Regions from separate parts of the Mus musculus genome. Here regions 1 and 2 are each linked to region 3. A link is a contact called in public Hi-C and HiChIP or PLAC-seq data. All regions are on one chromosome and are shown on one strand. The core of a region is the stretch at or near the end of the contact, and the rest is flanking DNA. Distances in the headings are between cores, read along the strand shown. Region 1 has its middle 10 kb from the start of Gm34636. Region 2 overlaps Gm34636 (a long non-coding RNA gene). Region 3 holds the start of Got1 (glutamic-oxaloacetic transaminase 1, soluble).

Region 1 (2,833 bases), core at 27-2,526, 55 kb after region 3:
AGCTCAGAGACAGCCTGGGCTACCTGAGACCGAATCTCAAAAAACTAACTAACTAAAGCAAAAGCAGATCTGAAAGTATAAAAGGACCTCTAGGGTCTAAAAAGGGTACCAAGGGAGGGAAGAGAGGGGCTATAGAAAGAAGGGCAAATGGAAATGATCAACGCATGATATATGCATATATGGAAATATCACAGTAGAGTCCATTAATCTATACAATTAATATATGCTAATAATATATAAAAACATAATAAATACATTTATTTATTTAAAAGATTATATAAATATAATAATATAATTAAAATGGTCTCTTAAAATAAGTATATGAGGAAGTAGATACATTAGTTAGCTCTATCAAACCGTTCTACATTGGGTATATATAAATCTTTTTTCCTTTTTATTAAATTTATTTATTTATTCACTTTACATTCCAACATCAGCCTCCCCTACATCTCCCTCATGCAGATTCTTTTTTTCTTTTTTTTTTTTTTTTTGAAGATTTATTTATTTATTATATGTAAGTACACTGTAGCTGTCTTCAGACACTCCAGAAGAGGGAGTCAGATCTTGTTACGGATGGTTGTGAGCCACCATGTGGTTGCTGGGATTTGAACTCTGGACCATCGGAAGAGCAGTCGGGTGCTCTAACCCACTGAGCCATCTCACCAGCCCTAGATTCTTTTTTTCAAATAAATTAATTAAAAACAAAATTAAAAGGGTGGTAAATGTATTTCCTTTTAGTACTTGGAATAAGTTACTCATCTTTGGGGATTCTTAGTAATACTCTTGTAAGTATGCTGATTAAAAAAAATATTTCGTTTATCATCTGAAACACAACTCCCACACCTAAGGCTCAGGGGTCACTGGGAAAGAGGAAGTGGAAAGATTGTAGGGACCAGAGGATCAGAGAGTTTGCCATGAGATGGTGTCTCTGGGAACGTTGGAAGCGACACCTATACAGTCTCTGCGACATGGCTGCCTAAATTTGAGCTCAGCAAGGACACAACGAAAGCCATGTAACATACATGGGGAAGCCCAGGACACCTCGACCCTACAAAATAGAGGCCATGCATTTAAAAGAGAGCAAGGAGGGATATACTGGAGGGTTCGGAGGGAGGAAAGGGGAGGGGGAGATGATGTAATTATATTTAAATTATATTTTTTAATGTCACTTTCCCCATATAATCATGACCCCATACAGTTTTGTGGCCTGGGATATGGCAATATACATGAAGCATCTCTTATCGTGCTTGGGACATAGTAGGTACTCAATAAACTGTGGCTGCCTGCTCAGGCATTTGCCCGATTAATCCTTCTGTGGTTGTTTTAAAGGATTTCGGTTCTATCCTCGTCTGGTTAATCATCCATGGCTGTTGGTCTTTTTCCCAGTTGCACTGCTGACTCACCATGCGACCTTCAGCAGAGCTCATGTCTTCTCTGAGCCTGGGTTTTTCATCAATAAAGCAGGGTTAGCGCCTGTCCAATACACTTCTCCGGTGGTTGTGAGGATAATTCGTGTGAAAGTACCATGAAATGCATAAAGTGCCCAGCAAATCTAAGGTATTACTAGGATTAAGTTCTCTGTGAATCATTCCCTCGGATGGAATGTCCATCACCCTGAGGCTGGGGTGAGGCTGAAGAGAAACTGGGTAACTTCACAGAAGTTGCTTGGACCCTCTGGAATGGCTCTCCGAGCTCTGTGGGTGCTTCTGTGGGAGTGACTGGTTTTGGACACCACCTGACTGTAAAGTGAAACTTCTTACAGTGATATTGCAATGGTAATGTGAGGTTAGAAAAGGAGAAGGAACAACCGGCCTCACTAAGTGTTTATCAGGCGACCACAGGAGCTATGTCATACGCACTACTGTAAAACTTAGCATAGCTTCTTGTTTTCTGGAGTTTGAAACTCTTTTTTTGTTTGTTTGTTTTTTGTTGTTGTTGTTTGTTTTGTTTTGTTTTTCGAGACAGGGTTTCTCTGTATAGCCCTGGCTGTCCTAGAACTCACTTTGTAGAACAGGCTGGCCTTGAACTCAGAAATCTGCCTGCCTCTGCCACCCGAGTGCTGGGATTAAAGTCGTGCAAGTGAGACCACACATACGGTTGAACACACATGTGAAAAAGGCTGCTCACCATCTTCAAACACGGCAGGTACCATTATCAGATGGTCACTGAGTCCACACGAGGACGTGCCTAAGCTCACCCACGTATCCATAGTCATGGCAGAGACCAACACTTCCTGCAGCCTCAGGGAAAGCCAAGGGTGGGGCAAAGCAGAAAAACGGCCTGAGCCTATAGTTAGTACATGCTTACACTAAACATGTTTAATGTAATTATGTTTTTTAAAAATGCAATGTGGGTAGTGGCAAAAATATTATGTTAGGGATGGAGGGCTAGCTCAGTTAGTAATGTCAGTTCCTAACCCCATGTAAAAATGGTGGGTGTTTGGTCATGATTATAAATCCCAGCACTGGGAAGGCTGAGACTGGAAGATCCCTAGCGCTCACTGGCCAGCTACCCTAGCCTGACTGGAGAGCTCCAGGCCAATGGGAGATCCTTCTGAGGATGACAGTCAAGGAGGTCTTCTGTCATCCACACACAGGCAACACCCACAAGGGGCAGGGGTTTGAGGTTTGATTACACGGTTAAGTCTCTGAATCGCCATCTGGGCATTAGGTGACGATTATACTCAGCATGGTCAGAGCCTCACAACTGCAGCCCTTAGGGAAGTCCTGAGTGGAGCTGGAGAGACACCTTAACAGCTAAAAGCACAGGCTGCTCCTCCAGCTTCCGTTGCCAGCCCCCACATGGAAGCTCACCACCCTCTGTAAGTACAGTT
Region 2 (2,700 bases), core at 147-2,646, 36 kb after region 3:
CCCAAATATTTGAGATAATTTTCTGGCCTCACATTGACTGCCTGCCACTGTTTACATCTCGATGCAAGAAGCTCACATACATCAGAAAGAGCGCTAGACAGATGGAGGCAGGGGGAGTTTTCAAGCCAGCTTCATCTTCCTGCTCTATAACTTCCTAGACACACAAAGGTTACTCTCTTTTCCGAGGCAGATATCACAAGCTAGCCTTGATCTTACTAACCTCCTCTGCCTCAGCATCCTGAGTGCTCCCCTCATGCCACCTCCTGCTCATTTGTCTTCTTCACTTATCTTCTCTTTGGCCTTGGATACAGGAGAACGCCTTCATTGCCTTTTTTACTGAGCAGTTAAGCTCCAAGGAACCTACATGAGACCAAGATCCCCGAACTCTGTGGCCATGTAGGGGTGACATCCACATTATCCCAAGATGGCTCTAGACATTTCCGCAGCCCAGACTTGTTCTTGCTCTGTACTTTTCTAGCCACTCTGGTCCCTTCTGTGTGATCCTTGTACCCGTGCTTCAGAAACGGTCACAGGAGGCAAAAAATGAAGATTTGCATTGATGATCAACTGTCATGTCATTGAGGATGGGAGAGGAGTCATATTTTTAAAGATTTATTTTTCTTAAAGTTATACGTATGTGCACATGTCCACGTTTGTGCATGTGTCTGTATATGAGACCCTTGAAGCTGGAATAACACGTGGCCGTGAGCCACTGACATGGGTGCTGCTCGGGACCCAATGTATCTGTGTGCCTAACCACTGAGCCATCTGTCCAGCTTTGAGAGGTCACATGTTTATTCCCACGTATTTCTACCTCTTAGATCCTTGATTGCCTGTATCTGCTGTCTTCATTAAGGGAACTCTGAGCCTCTCTCTCATACTTGCCTCATGAACACATCACCTACAAAAGCAGGCCAAGCAGGAAAGGGAAGCTAATTTTGTTTTTAGCATCTGATTCATTGGTTGCTTGGAGTGCTGTATTAAGAGCATGGCTCAGTGGAAAAGAATGCGGTGATGGATTAGAGATGTCTGCCACAGGCACACAGTGGGAACAGAAGCTTGAATGCTGCCACTGGCTGTGCAGCTTAGAGATTCAAAAGTAGTCAATTCTAAAACTTCCAACAGTTATCAAAAGCTGGAAGTTTTCAGAAGATTCAAATGTTGAAGTTCCTTTTCTCAGAGACTTGGACCCCTGAGGCAATTACAAAATCAGTTAATAATGGTTCGTGTCTTAAGTTTGATAGCATGAAGGCCCAACTCCCTATCTATGGTTGGGTTGACTGGGTTAACTGAAAGTCAAGTCTCTTTCCTTTTGAATAGAATGGTATCAGCTCCATTCACTGGCCCTGGGTGTATCAGACCAGTCATTATGATTTACATTTGCTGACATCACAGAAATTTCTGGAATGTTATTGGTCATCCTAACAGTCCAGCATGCCCATTGAATTGAGAACTATAGACAGGAACAGAGGCTGACAACCTAAGATAAATGACTGATTGCAGAAACACATTTGAAAAAGAACCCATCCGGTGGTGGCTGGGAACCACTGCTCTCCTGATACATAGTGTCAGCAACTCAGATCCCACCCACGTTAAAAACTCTAGAGGCCTTTCGATCTGGGTGTGTGCGCCCTGATTTCACTTCAAAGCGCCTCTTTTGGTTTTAGGGTGAGTTACTTTGACAGTTGTTTTTAAAAAAAAAAAAAGAAACAAACAAAAAAAAAGATAGTTTCATTAAATAATTATCTCTTTGCTGTGGAATTCTAAAGACGTCCTGAAGCACTGTAGAATGCAGTGTGTTTGGGCTTTTAGAAATGTATTCTGCTGCTTCAGAGGCTCTGTGTGCTACAAAGCAGAACCCAAGGGGGATTGCCATGGCTGCTCTTGGGCAAGAAGCTTCCTGGCTGAATGGAGGCTATTTCATTCTGACTATTTATTTATTTATTTATTTAATGTATCTGAGTACACTGTAGCTGTCCTCAAACACACCAGAAGAGGGCATCAGATCAGATCCCATCACAGATGGTTGTGAGCCACCACGTGGTTGCTGGGAATTGAACGCAGGACCTTTGGCAGAGCAGTCAGTGCTCTTAACCGCTGAGCCATCTTTCCAGCCCGACCTCTTGTCTTATTGTGCCTCCACATAAAGCTACACACAGCAGTAAAAGACCTAGAGATTAAACATTCTTAGAATTCCTCATGTGGTATCTAGCTCTCCTAGAGTTTCTTGAAAACCCATTGTTTGCTTCTCTGTTCCAGGCTTTCCTTGCAATTGAATATTATTATTGATCACAATGTTATTATCGATTGCAACATTATTATCAATTGCAATATTATTATCAAATGGTAGCCATTGCAAAACCCTGATCTACCTTCCATTCTTACTTTTTCTGTGAAAGATTAACCCCTACCCCTCCTTATGACATCAGAGTTGTTCTAAATGTGTCCCTCTCAAGAGCTAGATGCGCCACAGAAAATGAAGCAGATGGAGAGGCTGGCTGGATGTAGATACACTGAGTGAACTCAGCAAGCATTGCAGACGGCATCCCTCTCAGAACGCTGGCAGGGATGTTGGCCTGCAATGGGTAGAGAGGAACTCCGCTATCAAAAACCTGCTCTGAATTGGCTTATCCCACCAGACATCCTTAACTTTGATGTCTTTCCCTTCCTATTAAATGTCACTGAGAGTCTATGTGAGGA
Region 3 (2,774 bases), core at 145-2,644:
GACAGAGACACTAGGGCTATATTTGCACATCCTCTCTAAGAACCTAGATGAAAGAGAGCGAGAGAGAGAGAGAGAGACAGAGACAGAGAGACAGAGACACTAGGGCTATATTTGCACATCCTCTCTAAGAACCTAGATGAAAGAGAGCGAGCGAGCGAGCGAGCGAGAGAGAGAGAGACAGAGACAGAGAGACAGAGACACTAGGGCTATATTTGCACATCCTCTCTAAGAACCTAGATGAAAGAGAGCCAGCGAGCGAGAGAGAGACAGAGACAGAGAGACAGAGACACTAGGGCTATATTTGCACATCCTCTCTAAGAACCTAGATTCTGAATCCCCTTAACGTCACCCTCTGCTTCAAAACAACTCCATTTCTTCTTTCTAACCTTCTAGCGCTTTCAGTTCCGGTTGGTTCCCTGCTGAGAGCATCAGTCTGCTCACTCTTCTCTCCTCGGCTGGCCTCTGCACGTGGCCAAATGCACACCAAGCTCTGTAGAGCTTCAAACATCCAAACAGTGATGACGAAGTCGCCGGAGGCTCGAGTTAAAGGGCTTTAGAAACTACAACACAAACGACCTTGGCAGAAGGCTAACTTGGTTCAAGGCAAATGATCAAGAAATGAAGACCCAGATGTGTGTGGCCTGAGATGCATGGGCTTCGCCTCATCTGCTCCACTCTGAGAATAAACCAAACCTACATCTTCCCCATGTGGGTTAACAGGCTTCCTAAGTGGCGTCTGCTACTCGCTCAACCCGGACTACAGCTCCATTAGGCTAACAGCTCTTTCATTCCCAGTTCCAGTTGACCACGAGACGCTAAAGCTACCATACTTCTCTCTCCTTACCATCCCCATCGTTGCTTTAGAACAAGTACTATAAAGAACACTGGGTGGAGAAACAAAAACAACATTTGTGTCCCAGATGTTACACCTGTTCTGCGTGACCTTGAACACCCCCTCTTTCCAAGGACTCTGTATCGCCATCTGCAAAATGGGTAGGTTGGTGATGTCCTCGTGGTCCCAACCTTCTCTCCTCGGGCTCCTCTCAGGGAGACACAAACTAAATCTCAGCTCCTCCTACGCCCACCTCCCCCCAGGCTGCTCGCATTCCAAGGCACTGCATCCTTACCTCCCACGCCGAGGTTAACCTTGCGGGGATCTGGATCATCCCGGAAGTCCGCAGTGAGCTTAAAGACCAGAACCGGAGGAGCTTGCGGAACCTGGGCAAAGACTGATGGAGGCGCCATCGCGACAGAATGTGCCGAGACCTCGAGAACGAGCCGGGAGCAGCTCTGTGCGGTGCGGGGTCCGGTGACTGGAGGAGACTCTCACCTTCGCCGGCGGGCGGGGCAGCCCGCGGCTTCCAATGGTCGAGCCGCGTCCGGAGCTTGGCAACGCGCTTAACCAATCACAACCTTCCGACTAAGAAGGGTTAGGCGGGGCAAGCCTCTACTAGCCAATTCGAGAAGAGGATCTTATCGGAGGCTTGTATGATGCAACCAATGCAATGTACACCGGAGGAGGTGTGGGCAGAGGCTAGGATGATTGGCGTAGCGTGTTCCAATCGCTGAGGCTTTTATTCCTTGGGGTGATGAGGATGGTGCGGGTGGCGGGAGTCCCCAGAGGACAACCTCCTGACCTTCTGGGGCCTGGAGACCTGGGGCGGTGGCCCGCCCGTGGGGAAAGCAGAGAACAGGTCTTTCTGTACCCGCTGAGCAGGTGACTGTCGCCGCCAGGCTCCGGCGGTGCGCACGTTCCTGCGTTGGCCAGGCCCGGCTGACAGCCAAGTGTCTGGCACAGGACTCTAGTGGTCCGCTTGGACACACTGTACCCAATCGTGGGTGACCTTGACTGTCTCCACTCAGTGCTTCCCCAGAAAGAAACCTGGATGTGTTGTCTTCCTTGATCGCTGGCAGGGGAGACCCTGCAGAAAGTAAGGGATGAGCACATACTAGCTTGAGAATTTTAACACCAACCCCCAGCCCCGGTAGATAACCGGGGCCGGGAAAGCCTAGCCCTAAAGGACCTTGAAGGATCTAGCGAAGCCTCTCTCTGCAGCATTCCTCCCACGCGTGCTGTCATCATCGATTGGCACACACCCAAACTGCTGCTTCTTTCTGTCAGGTCAGGCTGCTCCTTCCCCTGAGAGTCTATTTCTGTCCAGATCCTTTCTCCACCTGTTGACCTTGAAGATTTCACATCTGTCAGCCATCCATAAAACCTCTTAACACGCTGTTTGGTTAGACATCTCTCTTTCCTGTACTTGGGCGTTTTGTTGTCGACGTTACAAGTTTAGAAAGCCTCCTGATGAGTAGGAACCTAACTCTGGAGCCAGGCAAGTTAGGTTTAGATGCCGGCTGACTCTGACCTACTTGGGCAGGCCTGTTCCTGCTCTGTAAGATGGAGATAATAGTGTTTTCCTCCAGGTTGTTGTGGGGATTAGGTGAGTTAAGACACATAAAGTGTTTAGTTGCATACAGTAAGTGCTCTCTAAATACTAGCTTTGTTATGGCGCAGGGTCCACACCCCCTCCTAGATGGCATGATGCTTTGCCTGGGATCTGGCAAACCTCCCTCCGTTTCTTCCACTACATATTCACCCAATGCTGGAAGGCGCCAATTCCTTGGTATTTTGCGAGAAAACAGCATCATGGCTTCCTTTGGGTAACATGATAAATCTTCACGAGTTTTCGGTTCAGAGGATAAACAAAAGCCATCGAACTTTGAGCACTACTTGCTAAGCTTTTCTGTCTTTTTCTTTCCAGAAACATCGCCTT

What was found. Hi-C and Micro-C count contacts between places; a contact is called where the count stands out from the background. HiChIP or PLAC-seq counts read pairs in DNA pulled down with a chosen protein or histone mark.
Region 1: a contact with region 3 is called in a Hi-C map of pre-megakaryocyte-erythroid progenitors, with 1.7 times the contacts expected there. The contact joins the enhancer-like site here to the promoter of Got1 in region 3. A contact is called at or near these places in 2 of 15 datasets of contacts at CTCF or cohesin (CD8 T cells and embryonic stem cells), 20 of 484 Hi-C or Micro-C datasets (3T3-L1-derived adipocytes, the AML12 cell line, the N1E-115 cell line and 10 more), 10 of 115 datasets of contacts at active chromatin or transcription factors (CD8 T cells, the SCID.adh cell line, bone marrow-derived dendritic cells and 5 more) and 2 of 9 other capture datasets (adipose tissue and liver).
Region 2: an HNF4G HiChIP or PLAC-seq map of pancreatic cancer cells shows a contact between it and region 3. The contact joins the enhancer-like site here to the promoter of Got1 in region 3. A contact is called at or near these places in 2 of 15 datasets of contacts at CTCF or cohesin (CD8 T cells and embryonic stem cells), 38 of 484 Hi-C or Micro-C datasets (3T3-L1-derived adipocytes, the AML12 cell line, the Ba/F3 cell line and 21 more), 10 of 115 datasets of contacts at active chromatin or transcription factors (CD8 T cells, the SCID.adh cell line, bone marrow-derived dendritic cells and 5 more) and 2 of 9 other capture datasets (adipose tissue and liver).

Annotation. Positions count from the first base shown.
Region 1 is chr19:43,577,850-43,580,682 of GRCm38.p6, forward strand. No RefSeq gene overlaps it. Among named protein-coding and RNA genes, the nearest start is that of Gm34636, 10 kb to the left of the region's middle. Within about 2 kb of position 1,277, at least 22 of the 459 cell types and tissues checked have an H3K27ac peak or open chromatin away from gene starts, as enhancers often do. A contact at or near this core is called in pancreatic cancer cells and pre-megakaryocyte-erythroid progenitors, where this site is marked.
Region 2 is chr19:43,559,490-43,562,189 of GRCm38.p6, forward strand. The region is part of intron 1 of Gm34636 (a long non-coding RNA gene); the gene reads right to left. Among named protein-coding and RNA genes, the nearest start is that of Gm34636, 8.1 kb to the right of the region's middle. Within about 2 kb of position 1,397, at least 24 of the 459 cell types and tissues checked have an H3K27ac peak or open chromatin away from gene starts, as enhancers often do. A contact at or near this core is called in the C2C12 cell line, the HL-1 cell line, embryonic fibroblasts and 2 more, where this site is marked.
Region 3 is chr19:43,523,211-43,525,984 of GRCm38.p6, forward strand. Got1 (glutamic-oxaloacetic transaminase 1, soluble) reads right to left here and starts at 1,395. Exons shown (of 9, transcript NM_010324.2): 1 at 1,128-1,395. The coding sequence starts at 1,245.